Linked DNA regions of Canis lupus: all the other regions are linked to region 1. The links are chromatin contacts, called in public Hi-C maps. All regions are on one chromosome and are shown on one strand. The core of a region is the stretch at or near the end of the contact, and the rest is flanking DNA. Distances in the headings are between cores, read along the strand shown. Region 1 overlaps MPZL1 (myelin protein zero-like protein 1). Region 2 holds the start of MPC2 (mitochondrial pyruvate carrier 2). Region 3 holds the start of MPZL1 (myelin protein zero-like protein 1).

Evidence for each region. A called contact is a pair of places that touch in the nucleus more often than the background predicts.
Region 2: a Hi-C map of blood shows a contact between it and region 1, with 4 times the contacts expected there. The contact joins the promoter of MPC2 here to the enhancer-like site in region 1. A contact is called at or near these places in 3 of 9 Hi-C or Micro-C datasets (amygdala and blood).
Region 3: a contact with region 1 is called in a Hi-C map of blood, with 2.3 times the contacts expected there. The contact joins the promoter of MPZL1 here to the enhancer-like site in region 1. A contact is called at or near these places in 2 of 9 Hi-C or Micro-C datasets (amygdala and blood).

What each region holds. Positions count from the first base shown.
Region 1 is chr7:30,597,436-30,602,071 of UU_Cfam_GSD_1.0, reverse strand. It overlaps MPZL1 (myelin protein zero-like protein 1), which reads left to right. Exons shown (of 7, transcript XM_038541800.1): 7 at 718-3,388. The coding sequence ends at 819. Among named protein-coding and RNA genes, the nearest start is that of MPZL1, 70 kb to the left of the region's middle. Within about 2 kb of position 2,446, at least 12 of the 20 cell types and tissues checked have an H3K27ac peak or open chromatin away from gene starts, as enhancers often do. A contact at or near this core is called in blood, where this site is marked.
Region 2 is chr7:30,470,523-30,475,158 of UU_Cfam_GSD_1.0, reverse strand. It overlaps MPC2 (mitochondrial pyruvate carrier 2), which reads right to left and starts at 2,776. Exons shown (of 5, transcript XM_038542635.1): 1 at 2,358-2,776. The coding sequence starts at 2,466. It overlaps DCAF6 (DDB1- and CUL4-associated factor 6), which reads left to right and starts at 3,244. Exons shown (of 23, transcript XM_038542619.1): 1 at 3,244-3,635. The coding sequence starts at 3,539.
Region 3 is chr7:30,667,842-30,672,477 of UU_Cfam_GSD_1.0, reverse strand. It overlaps MPZL1 (myelin protein zero-like protein 1), which reads left to right and starts at 2,591. Exons shown (of 7, transcript XM_038541800.1): 1 at 2,591-2,740; 2 at 2,815-3,151. The coding sequence starts at 2,591.

The DNA of each region.
Region 1 (4,636 bases), core at 1,197-3,696:
GGGCAGACCTCTTCTATGCTAGTCCATTTAGATTTTTCTTTATATCGCTTCAGGTCATGGCTTTTGGGTTTTCATTTTAAAACAGGAAAACCAGTTACCTGATCTTAGATATCAAAGAAGCGATACTTGTATTGGTTATGATAGGATCAGACTAAAAGAATTACACTCTAAGTAGTACATGGGAGGATATATCTGAAATGTTTTTAAGCGCCTATTTGTACAAAGTGACCCGTTCAAATTGATCATATCTTTTGAGTGACACCCAACATGCTGGTTTCTTACGTGCATCATTCTGAGGCTCACGATTTCAGTGGGTCTCAGGCTGGTAGAAGTGTACATCTTAGTCCTTAAAACTCTGATCCCAGTTACAAGGGTTGAGGAATTCTGTGGCAGGTCAGGTATGAAGATAAGGGTAATTTCCTGAGGAGGAATTTTCTATGTATAGAAATTCCCAGCTACAGAAGTAGACAGTAATGTAACATACCTCCTTGTACCAGCTTTCACAATCACAAGAACATTGTGTTCAATGTTGTGAACACCGTTGTTTTGAAGTCAGTCCTGGACATAGCGTTCATAAGAGGTCTTCTTGAAGACATTCAAAAGAAGGAACTCATTACTCTGGAACCCTAATGTTACCACTTTAATGATTGCTTCTGCACCTGCCCCTGAAGGGACCACCGATTTCCCCAAACCTCTAATTGTCCTTCTCTTCTCCAGGGCCCAGTCATATATGCGCAGTTAGACCACTCTGGTGGACATCACAGTGACAAGATTAACAAGTCAGAGTCTGTGGTGTATGCGGACATCCGGAAAAATTAAGAGAAGACCCAGAACATATCCTAAGCAAGAAACTAATCAAACAGGACGCTTGTGCAGAGAATGTAACCCATAGCCACATGTGGCCTTGGAGACCTGGGCAAGGACAAGCACATGTTTATTCATGGATGGAGAAAAAGATGTGTATAAAGGATATGTATAAATATTCTATTTAATCTGATATGGGGAGCCAATGTTGCATGATGAGAAGATGGTATGATTCTACATATATAAATTGTCTTGCTGTTTTGTACTTTCTTTCAAGGTTGTTTACAGTTGGGAAAAGTCAGAAACATTCTTGTCACTGTCATTTAGATGTGGTTTGCCTTAATGGAGACGGTAGCAGATCTTTAGTATTCCAGTAGACATGGCCCTTTTATCTAAGGGCTTAACCAGTCTTAGCATTTATCGTGGTTGGAGAGTGGAGACACAGATGGAAGTGTGTCCAGGGCGGCCTCTAACCCAGTGTCAGCACCACCTATTTGGCTGTAGGTTTTAGAAAGCCTCCATTAGCTGTGCCGCTTGAACCCAGTTTGAGAAGTTTTTGTGAGTGGTTTTTTTTCCTCTAAAATACAGGGCGGGTTTTTTGCTTTTATAATGTTGTGAGACCGACGTTAATGTTAAACCATTTGTCTTATCAGTTTGTGGATTCGTCCTAGCAAGACCAGCAAAGGATAAATGCCAAGGTCACGTCTTTCTAGGTACTTTTTAGATCAATACCATATACATAATTGAAGTAGGAATCCCAGCCTTGCTTGAGTACTGTACCATTTGGGGAGTAAAAGGTACCCTTACAGTCTTTGCCTAAGACCTTCCTGCTTGAAATAAGGGTCCCCATACAGCCAAAGGAGAGGAGTTTTATTTCCTTTTAAGTAGGCACAAATGGGATAATTACAAAGCCAGCCTGTAGCGTCTCAGAGCCCTCTCTAGAGAGTCCTCTTTATAGAGGGTTCCGTGGTGATTCTGGCAAGAAGCATTAGTCATGGCTCTGTAATAGCTTCAGGGCGCCTCAAAGGTTAAGGATAGTCTAGGGTTTTTTGTTGTTGTCTTGTTTTTTTTTTTAATCAGCAGGGAGGGTTATTAGCACTTCTACTTTGTCTTACTGTTTTGGAGTTTTGGATAGGGTTCTTTTGATTTTATTTCCCTTTTTTGTTTTTACCTTTTTTTTTCCCTTCACTTTTTCCCATTGTGTCGAATTGGTAGACAACGAGAGGAGGAAAAGTTTGGATATTCCTTCCAAGAGTTCATTTTCTTCCACTGACTACCCTCCTTACCCCATCTCAAGCTTAGGAGTTTTTATCTTTTACTGGGAGTGAAAAACATGGTGAAGGTCACCAAACATTTATATGGTCATTACCCCCTTTCTGGATGACTTGGTTGTAACAGAATTTTTTTTCCGCTTAAGAGGACGTGAAAGCCCCCGGTAGGGGTAGGGCGAGGGCGAGGACGCTGACCTGCTGGTCGCAGAGCACACCCGGTGGTGCTCGCCTTCCTCCCGGGGGGGGGGGGCTGAGGCGGGACTCCCCGGGCGCCCCCCACCCCGAAGGGCGCGCAGGTGAAGGTGTGCACGCGGGGGCAAAACAGCCAGGGCGCGTGCGCCTCGGAACCGGCCTCCCGTCCGTCCGTCCGTCCAGCTGTCCGTCCGTCCACGCGGACTTTTATTTCCCGAGGAGCCCTTGGTGGTGGCGGCTCCGCTGCCCCCCAGCTCGCGGGGGTCGGGGCGGGGTCCGGGCCCGGCTGCCCGGAGGAGGCAAGCAGGGCCGCCAGGCCGAGCTCAGGCCCCGCGCCCGCGGGGGCGCCCAGGGCTCCCCGAGACCTTGCAGCCAAGCGGCGGCTCTGCCCTGCCCCCCAGGACTCCAGCGCCCGCTCCGAGCAGCGCAGGCGCCTCTGCGGGGAGGGGCGGTGACCGGGTCGCGCTGTCCTTGCTGCGCCTCCGCCTCCGCCTCGCGCGGCCGCCCGAGCCCGAGTGCGTCCCTTTATAGGTGTCACGTTAACTGACAGGCACTTTTTACCGAGAAAAGGGGCGTCCTTTCCCCGGGTCCCCGACCACAGCACGCGGCCCTAATGCCTCCCGATTGGCCTCCCTCGCCCGGGCCTGCAGCCCGGCCCCGCCCAGCGCGCCCTCGGGCGCCCCCTGCCGGCTCGCCCCGCCCCGCCCCCAGCCGGGCACCTGGCGGCAGGACCTCCTGGCTGCGGTCGCGCAGCTGGGGCGGAGCGCCCGGGGTCGGGGCCTTTTCCTGGCCTCCTCTGGGCTTTTTGGTCCCTTCTGTCGCCTCGTCCCAGTGTTCCCCTGCCTGGCCACGGATGACAACAGTGGGGTCTGCTTTCCGGGTGGCGGAACGGCCCTCTCCCTAATCGTTGGCAGAATGAGACCTCTTAAAATTGTGTGTGATAAGGGGCCACCTAGAAGGAATTTCTTAGAGGTGAAAATCCCAAACCACCTGTAGGTTTTCAGTGGAAATGTATCCAGCTAGGGAAAAAACCATCAAGTTCATTATTAGTTTTTTGTTTTTTCTTCTTCAAAATTGTTGTACTTTTGTGAATGTTTTAATACATCTTTTTCAATTACTGAGTTGTGTTGTATGCTCATTTTTAACCAAGTAGAAAAAGAGATAAAAGTGTTTTCATTCATCCCACTCGGGTGGCACTGTCCTCCTCATTCTTCAGAAACACCACGCATTGCCGGCTTCAGGCCCTTTGCACCTGCCATCCCCTCTGCCCAGAGCACGCAGTGGGCACCTGTTAAGTCTCTGCTCAGAGGTCCCTCTCTGAGAGAGACCTGCCATATATAAAAGAGCAACCTCACCCCCTCCACTGGCTCTCCCAAGCCCCCTTAATTCCACTCTGTTCTTCTCTGTTTAACTGTTCTATCCCTCTACCCATGTGCTTGTCTGTTTTTCCCTGTTGGAGTTAAGCACCAGACCTTTCTGTCTTGTTCACTGCTCCATCTTTAGCACACAGAATAGTACCTGGTACTTAGCAGGGGCTCAGCAGGTGTTGACTGGTTGGATGGTGGATGTAATTAATTCACCACATATATATTGGGAACTATCCTGTGCCAGGCAAGTGTGCTAAGCATGAGGAAATAAATGAACAAGACAAAGCTCTTCAAGGACCTGCCACAGAGTCGGGGCAACAGGGGAATTAACAGTAATAGCTAATAGCTACTAAATCCTTGCTGTGTAGACACCTAACTCTGGGAAACAAGAGTTAGGTGTCTCCTACAAGGGGTAGTGGAAAGGGAGGTGGGCAGGAGGTTGGGGTGACTGGGTGACGGGCACTGAGGGGGGCACTTGGGATGAGCACTGGGTGTTAGACTAAATGTTGGCAAATCGAACTCCAATTAAAACAATTTAAAATATAAAAAATCAATCGATCAATTAATCAATCCTTGCTGTGTGCCAGGCACTACATTTCTTACTCTATAGCATTATGAGTTTAGGCTAGTTGTACTAATCTTTTATTTTATTTTAATTTTTTTTAGAGATTTTATTTATTTATTCATGATAGTCACAGAGAGAGAGAGAGAGAGAGAGAGAGAGGGAGAGACACAGGCAGAGGGAGAAGCGGGCTCCATGCAGGGAGCCCGATGTGGGATTCAATCCCAGGTCTCCAGGATCACACCCTGGGCCAAAGGCAGGCACCAAACCGCTGCGCCACCCAGGGATCCCTAGTTGTACTAATCTTAAACTCACTTTTAGAAAGACTGTGTCATGCTTAGAGTATATAACTCACCAAAGGTCACTCAGCTAATAAGGTCCAGAGAGGCAAGGCTGGGTCTGGGGCTACTTGATCCCACTCCTTGTTCTTAAACACCGTG
Region 2 (4,636 bases), core at 1,527-4,026, 130 kb after region 1:
ACTTTATAGAGGTAGATCATAATGTGCCAGGAACAACATACATGAATGATGATGGCCGCAAGGTTACTATAATATATACCATTATGATATAATAATATATGACACATATAACAGTACTATAACCCTAGTATATATCTATATAAAGACATATTTTTGCTGCCTTACCAGACATTCTGCCAGTGACAAAATTATATCTCAGATATTTAGAATTCAGTGTATGATATCTGTTAATATCCTAGTCTTGCATATCATTGTATATTGTGAACTTATGTGAATTTAAACTGTTTAAATGAGGATTCAATAACATACTATTATGCAAAATAGTACACAAAAACCTTGAATAGTCACTCTGATGACTCTTGGAGCAATAATTAGCATTTCTTCAGATTTTATTCAATACTAATGAATTAACAGTAATATTTTTCATGCTTCTCCATTTCTACATTGGTGTGGCTACAACTTTTTAATCATAAATAATTTTGCAGGGATAGATATTCTTACTGTGTATGTTGGTTAAAAGCTTAGATGAGAGGGCACTAACATTTTTTGAGAGTCTAAGTGCAATCACTTTGCTAAATGTTTTATAGCCATTATATCATTTAATTTTCACAACAATCCTTAAATGATAATAATTACTATCCCCATTTTATAAATCAGAAAAATAAGGCTTGGGGGCTTTAAGATCAAGGTCACATAGCCAAGATTTAAACCTTAAAAGCAGAACAGGCTCTGAAGCCATACAGAGCCTATTCTTCCCCTACTCTGAAAATGGGGTTACAATAACTGAACTAATCCAAGAATACCCAGATGAAGTGCACAGTCTACAAATGAAAGGTAAATCCTCTTGATTCTCAAAGATGACTAAAGCAATAATTATAAGTGGTTAAAGCCAAGACCCCAGAAAAGATCACTATAAAACTAACCTCCACTTCTGTATTAAAGTAGTTTAAAATGATCCTCCTCTGCCCTGTCCTTATCCTACAGCCCAAATACAAAGCTGAAGAGGGTCAAAGTTGACTCTATAGAATTCAGTTGACTCTAAAACCCAGATTACTACAGAAGCATTGCTCAACTCTCCCTCCTGAAAATCTTTGTCACCAAACACAGCACAATTCCAAAAAACTGAGGGTTAAAAAAACCTAAAAGGCAAATAAACTAAATAAATTTCCTAAAGACTAATTTTATAATGGGTATGATACTGCAGTAAACAATATAATACTTAAGTATAATATTTATTTTGTATTTTAGTAAAGTATTATACTATTCATCATTTCATTATCAAACTGGAAATCAGAGTCAGGAACCATCTCAGACTCCAGAGAGCTCCTTCCTAGTCAAACGTGTGGAGAAAAGACAACTTTCCTAACGATGCCAACTGCAGAGGAAGGAAAAAAGAGTCACTTTTGGGGTGCACTTCAACCTTTCAATTTGTAACATATTTTCTCATTCACTAAATTTTAAGCTTGAAATAGACCTCAGTACCTCGGGTTTTAGTTACCAGCCAAGTAATATTACCGCCCGTTTTATAGAAGAGGTAACAAAACTCTAGGTCTTGAAGAGTTGGAAGGATTGGGATCTTCCAGTTTCTTATACTATTTTTTTTTTTCAGCCACAAGAACAGTGTTTTCCAGCAGGACAAGTGAGAGCTAACACTTGTTAGGCATTTATGAAGACTCAAACGCATGTTATCTTTAATTCTCACACTGAGCAGATTTTACAGGGACTAAACTATCTAGGATTTCGCCCAAGGTCACAGCTACATAGTAAGAGGCACAACAGAATTAAATCCGGGTCTGCCCACATGAAAAAGTCTAGGGAGAATCAGTCAGAAAGGACAGCCTTCAACAAACTGGATCTATGGGACTAGGTATGACACTGACTCGGAAACCCGGGTAACGCATCTGCAGGCCTCGGCCAGCTGGAGCTGAGGGAAGTGTGACCTTTACTCCAAACCGGTGCGACAAGATCCGCGTGGATCAATATACACCAGTACTCGTGGAGGATAAGGGGAGAGAATGAGAATCTCGTGGGGGCCCAGGCCGATCTGTGGCCGCGGGAAGCGAGAAGGCTCAAACCCAGAGGCCCGGGCCGGGGTGTGGGTCGTGCCTAAGGGATGGGGTGCAGCAAAGGTCGCGAAGGGCACAGAATCGATAATCTCAGGTTTAACGAGAGATGTTGGAGGAGATAAAGTGAAAAGCAGGGAGGACGGGAAAGTGAGACCGGGCTCGCTTGAAGGGAAGTAGTTGGGGCTGCGGGCGATACCTCCAGCGGCGGAGTTGTCCGTGGCCGCTAAAGGTCTATTTCCGACGAGGGGGGGGGAGTGAAGGTCTCGCTGAGAGCTATTCCGGGTCTGTTACCTGCCGGGTGGTTGTACAGCGGCCTCAATTTCTCCGGCAGCAGGAGCTCCACTTTATCCAGGACCCGGTGGTAGGTGGCCCGAAGGCCCCGGGCGCCAGCGGCTGACATCTCTGCGGACGAGTGGTCGTGGGCGGTCGAGAGGGAGAGCGGCCGCGTGCTGCTCCCTGGATGACAACGAAGGGCACTCGTCACTTTCTCCTGCCACAGCGCCTAGCGTCCTCCTCTCTCCGAGGTTGCCCTTCCCGCGGCTCAGGCTGCCCCCTGCGAACCACAGGGGTGGCGAGAACCCAGGAAAGCACTGAGGGGGCGGAGATACAGCGACGGCCCGCCCCGGGCCCGCCTCCTTCACTCCCGCTGCCCAGGAGGAGGAGGAGTCATGGCAACAGGTGCCTGGAGGACTGCCTCCCCACGCCAACCCGGCGCCCCGGCGGCAGCGCGCCTGCGCAAGCACGGCCGCCCCACGGTGATTGGCCCGCCTCGTGGTGCGGGCGGGGTCCAGCGCGAACCTCCAATTTCTCCTTCCTGCCCTCGAGGCCATGTTGGAGAAGGGAAAGTGAAGCTGCACGGGCTCTAATCCCCCTCCGCTTTAAGACAGCCCGCAGTTAAAATGGGCTTTCCGGGCCTTCAGTGCCCCAACTAAAGATGACGCCGCACAACGCTCTTGCTTCCCTTGGAATGAGCCTTGTGACTGAGAGACCTCACATCTCAGCTCCTCCTCTCTCTATGCCTCACTTATCCGTAGAGAATCAAGGAGTTAGCTACAGAACCCACTTTCCTAGGGTTCTGCTCGTCAGCCGTGGCGCAGACGAGCGTCAGCCCCGGGGGTGGTCGTCATCTCGCGAGAAGCGCTTGGAAGGGAGGGTGTCGAGAACGAGGAGAGGGAGGAGTCGCGGCCGCCTCCGCCTCCTCCTCCTCCTGTCGGAGGGGGGCCGAGGGAGGGGACTGTTGCTGATCTCTGGATGTTCTGGGTAGTCTGAGAAGGAGAGTATGAGGCGAGCTCCGGCCCGGGCGCGGCCGGGCTTCGGGGGCGAGGGCGCCGCCGCCATCTAACTCGCAGCGCCCGCGAGGCCCGGCGCGCGGATGGTGCCGGTGCGGCTCGGGTGTTGATCCGCGGTGTCCCCTCCCCCTTCTCCCCTCCCCCACGCGGTGGTCTCCCCTTCTACCCCGGCCCGGCAGAGCCATGTCTCGGGGTGGCTCCTGCCCACACCTGTTGTGGGACGTGAGGAAAAGGTCCCTCGGGCTGGAGGACCCGTCCCGGCTGCGGAGCCGCTACCTGGGTGAGCGGGGGCGCGGGGGCCCGGGGGCGGAGGCGCTGAGGTCGCCGCCCAGAGGGGGGGAGGGGGCCGCGCCGCGGGGGCTGTTGGTGGGGAAGCGCCTCGGCGGGGCCGCCCCGGAGACCCCGGGGTGCTGGGTGGACGTTGGCTGGCGCCCCCGGTGCGGGTGTCCTCCCACGGCCAAGCCCCCTTGCGTGCTGCCGGCCGCCGCCCTTGCTGGGTTTCCCTCAGGGGGCCGGGTGGGCGGCAGACGCTACTGGCCGGGAAAGGTGTTGGGGGCGCGTGTGGAGTGCGGTTCGGGAGAAGACTTGCCCAGCCTCCCGGAGCTGCTTCGTTTGGAGCCAAAGTTGGCGCTTGTGCTCCCCTCCAGCGCTCTCCCCGCTCCGCCGAAGGACTAAGTTTTTGTTGACAGCACTCGCCTCCTCTCAGTCTTCGGAGGGCTGGGGTGTCGGCCGCGGCGCGGCGGCCACCTTGAGGGACTTCGTGCACCACACGGACTCGGCGTAAACTGTGGTGCGGCGCCCAGCCAAAGCCCAAAAGTGATAGCCGAGCTCTCCCCACCCCCGCGCGCTTCCCCGGTTCCCCTGTGCTCTTCAGTTCGTTTTGACCGCTTTCAGGAGGTGTAGGGTTTCATGTTCCTCTTCCCACCCCTGTAAAACACACTTGGCATTTACGGTTTCTTAGTTAAGCTTTCTAAAAACAACCTTCAATACTTGAGGGAACAGTATTCCACTTTTTTTTTTTTTTTTCCCCCCCGTTTTGGGTAAATTGGTTATATGAGGATTCTGGGTCAAGCTGAGCTAGCTCAAACAGTCCAGGATCTTGAAAGTGGACGTTTTGAGTTAAGGGTCTTTTTTGGTTTCTTCCTCTGCCGTCTCTCCAGCGCCACTTTGTTCTTTTTTATTTGTCGGTAAGACATTTAAAACGTTTTTCTTTCCAGTTTTGTCACTTTCTGCTAAGGAAGTACTGTTGATGACATTTGGTTTTTGCCTTCAAGTCGGTAG
Region 3 (4,636 bases), core at 1,342-3,841, 70 kb before region 1:
CAGAAAACTGTATGGCAAGTCCCTCTCGAGTCCCTCAGGAGGAGGGAGTCCCTCCCATTTTACATGGGAGACAGACAAGTGAATAGATAATAGCAACCAAATGCTGATATAATAGTAACATTTATCAAGAACTTATCACCTCATACATTATTCTCAACTGTGTTGCAAAGACCTTGAGAGATGAATCCCAATTTAAAGCCTAAAGATGATTTGTTAGGAATCTAAATGAGTACAGAGGTGTACCAGGTGAGAGTGGTCAAGCCTACATGGCAGTGTGGGGAGATATTAGAGACTGCAGGGGAACTTTCTAGGGGAATTCAACCCTCCAGTTACATTCTGAAAGATGAGAAGATAAATGTTGACCTTCAAGGGGCAGAGGGAGGCCTAAAGCGTGGGGAAGCAGTGGGAAAAGAGCCCTGTAGGCGCAGGGGGCCCCAGCATTAGAATCTTAAAACTGAAGGCAGGTTTGGTTGTGCGGCTGGAGTGTGGGGTGAAGGGCATAAGGCAGGGGCTCACAGAAGCAGCTTGCAGGGATATGTGTCCCACTCAAGCTGCTCCAACTTCATGTAAGGGCAATGAGGACCCAATGAAAAGCCCCCAGTAGGGAGTAGATGGGAAATTCATTCTGTCCATATTCTGGCAGTTGTGGAAGTTGTGAAAATATCTCAGCTGTTACAGGGGACATGGAAAGTCCAGCCCCTTGCAAAATACCTCACACTCAGGTATTCTTGCTTGTTTTCTCTGGACTGGTTTTCCTACCTGCAGGGGGTCCATGCAGGTATGGGGGACTGGAGAAGATCCGAAGATCCCCAGGGAGATGCAAGGGGAGAAGCTGGCTGGGGCCTGAAGCTAGGGAACCAAGAGGTGCTCAGTCTGGGAATAGCCATATCTGGGTGTCATCCAGGAGTCCCTAGGGAGGCCCAATAGCAACCAATGCCAGACTGACCAAGCCCTCTGACTCTTCCAAGAAAATGATGCTTCCTTTACATCAAATACTTGAAGGGAAGGACATTCTACTGACATGAGACTGATGGTCCAATGTTTCTGGTGGAGCACCTTGCAGGTTCCAGGTAGTCCTTCTGAGGTTTCCTGGGGCTGCAGACCCCGGCAGCCAGCTGCCTTCTGGTTGTCCGTGGGGTGCTGTCAGCATTTTAAGCTCTGTTCATGGTCCAGCTTGTCAGCTGTCCTCGCAGACCAGCTTCTCTTCCTTGGCTTTTAGTTCTGGTTGTCTGGTAGCATCATTTTCCACTCAGGCTAGAATTGGAGGTCACATCTGTCTTTCTGAATTCTTTTCTCTTGATCAGACTTCCCACCCAATTGATACTCAGTCCTGTTGCTCTCTTACTGAAATTTTTTGGAAATCTTTTTTAAAAAAAGAAAGACCACCTCAAATTCTACATCCTTTGTGCATCTTTCCCACACACCAATTGGGCCAGGGGCTCTCAGAAGAGGAAGGTATGTGTGTTGGAGGTATATCAGTCAGAGAAACTTGTAGCATTACATGGGACTTTGAGAGCTAATGTCCTTGTTGGTCTTGGGTTTTACCTTTATTTGCCCTTCTCTTCAAGGATTTTAAAAAATTTAGCACCTGTTTGTCTACAGCGGTAGATTATGTGCTTCTTTAGAGAAAAGTCTAGGTGTTCTACATCTATAACACATAGTAGTCACTTAACACTTTGTATTCTATCCAACCTATGATACATTCCAGGCACATTTCTTAAGGATCTTGCTGAGAAAAATAGGGCACAATGGTTGTCATGCTTTTTTCATTTTCTCTCCCTACTCCTAATGATTAAGAGTTTGCTTACGAGGCTAGTAGGCTAAAACAGCAAAAATATCAATTTGTCTAAAATTGACTTCAGACAGAACCCTGAAATGAGAGGGTTACATTTGGGTGTTCTCCAGACTCTTCCCCTACTCTTGTCCAAATGGTCTACATTTTGTTCCTTCCTTGACTCTACCGGCCTCCCACCTGGATTTTTCCCTTTCTTCGCTCGCTCTCATCCTGTCCCTCCCCCTGGTGTGCCTTTTGCAGGGTGTTCTCATAAGGACACTTCCAAACCCTCTTCAGCATTCACCGGGCAACCAGTGAGTGAGCAGGGGACACACTCTGGGCCCAGGTAGCCAAGCTGAGCAGAGTCAGCCAAGGCACTTCAGGACCAGGAATTTCCCATTCCAATTTTAATCGACACATCAAGGGACATTTTGTCCGCAAAAGCAAAACAAACTAAAAAGCACATTCATTTGTGTTCCAGGTAGTAGGTAAGAGGCCCCAGTCCAGCCTTTCTTAAGCCGAAAAAAGGACTCACTCCTAAAAGGAGATTGGGGCAAGATGGAGACTTCATTTCAAGCTGGCTGATTTCTCAAATTGCAACACATAAATTACCTAGTCCAGGCGAAGGACAAGCCTTGCAAGCGGCAAGGCGGGAGATGTGTTCCATGTGGACGACTGAATCATCCCATCGTCATTCTCATTTTTTTTTTTTTCCCCCTTTGTAAAGGGAGCGCTGCTTTTTCTTTAGGTGAGGCTCCGAGAAACCTAGAAGGGCTGACACCGAGGCGAGAACGGAGCCGGCAAAGAGGAGGGACTATGGAGGGATCTGCGGGACTGGACCTCCGAGGCAGAGGAGACGGCGGCCGGTCCGCGGGACAGGCGGACCCCCAGGCGGGCAGAGCGCCCGGCGGCAGGAGCCCAGCCCTCGGGAGACCCCGGCCTCCAGCGCCCGGAGAAGGAGCCTGGGTGGGACCGGGGGGCCGGGCCCTCCGGACGGGGGGTGATGGACAGGCGGCGTCCTCCAATGGCGTCCTCCCGAGGCCGCGGGGCGGGCCAATGAGCGGGCCGCGGGGGCGGGCGCGGGCGCGGGGCGGGGACTGCCGCGGGGGCCAGCGGCGGGGAGCGCGGCGTGGAGGTGCCAGCGGGCGCGGGCGCGGGCGCGGGCGCGGGCGCGGGCGGCTGCAGCAGCGAGGCCGAGGTTCCTCCCGCGAGCCGAGCGGGGTGCAGTGGGGCCGGCGGCCCAGAGGCGCGGCGGCGGCGGCGGCGGCGGCGGCGTTGGGAGGACGATGGCAGCACTCGCGGGAGCCGCGGCCGTGCTTGCAGCCGCAGCCCGCAGGCGCTGGCCGTGGCTGGTGCTGGCGGCGGTGCTCGGGCTGTGTGAGTGATGCGGACGCCGCGGCCGGGGCGGCGGGGCGGCGGGGCCTCCCGGGGCCGGCGCCCTCCCCCTCCTCCTCCTCCTCGCGGCGGCCGCCGAGGCGGGGAGGGGGCGCGGCCTGCGCGCTCCGGGGCCTGGAGGGCGCGCGCGGTTGGGGAGCGCCTGGTTTTCCTTCTTCCCGGTCCCTGCGTGTGCGGGAGGAGGGGCGAGCTCCCCACCTTGCTCCCTCCTGGGGGCGCTGCCGGGTGGCTGCCTGGAGCCTGCGCGGGGTCGCCCGCCTTCCCCGCCTGTGCCCCGGGGGTGCCCCGGCCCGCTGGATTCCGGTTCGGGAACCCGGGGTTCCCGACCTTTCCCACCTCAGGAAGGCGGCGGAGGAAGGAAGGTCGCAGGGTTTGCTTTCGCAGGGCCTTTGTTGGCTTGTGTCCTCGTTCTAAACGCACGTCCTCTTTGAGCCTGTAAACTCCATTTCGAATGCTCTCCAGTGCATTTTGTAAGCCTCCGGGATCGAGGAGTCCTGCAATCTCCTGGGTCTCGCCTCTAGCCGCCGAGCACCCATACCGACAGTACATCTGCATTACTTCTGGGTTGCACTGGGAATAGCACTGAAATGACCGGGCTTAAAAAGAATTTGGTCAAATCCCTAATGATTCCAGACAGAGTCACCACGGTTTGACAAGACACCAGACATTAAAAAGCTCATTTTTCCTTTTTTTTTTTTTTTCTAAATGACCTTTCTTTCTTGCCAAATTTCATGGGTCAACTTAAGGTAAACCTCAGGCTCGATTTATTGCATTGGATGAGTTGTTTTATGGACATCTGAAGTGGTGTTGGCCATAGGACATTGTGCTGTTCAAAGCCGAGGACTTGTTGCTGTTTCAGAGTGCGGTTAAGTAATGGCTATAAAGAAGGCCAACTCCTAAGAAACCACGTAGACTTTTTCCTTTCTTTTGTTTCCCAAAATGTCAGTTGCATCACAGTGGCTGAATACAAGTTTACTCAGTAATTTCTCTCATAGAAAAGTCCTTAGTGTAGTCTTTGGGACCAGGAAAACTATTATTTAACCGGTGATTCCAGAGGTGGTGAGGTGTAAAGGTAAAAGCCCTCACCTTCTAGAGGTTGACAGATGAAGATATACGGTGTTTACATAAGTCAGAGTCTATTCTGTATAAATGTCTGTTCTGAGGGAAAAAAGGTTAAAAGTTTCTTGTTGGTGATGGTGCCAGTATTTGTGTTTTAAGTTAACCGGTAGGAAATAGCCTAAACATAAGGTTTATGAGAAATCTTGTGTGTGTCAGACAGAATAATTAGGAAAGTTCAGACATTGCTACTGACTCTAGGTCCTAGAAGCAGCAGAACTGACATACTGAATATTAATGGATATTAATATGAAAAGACCATCAGAATAATAACTACAAACACCTTGGATGGGCCCGGCTCTTCAGTAAGGAAAAATGAATGTTGACAGATGAAAATCAGCCACTAATGCT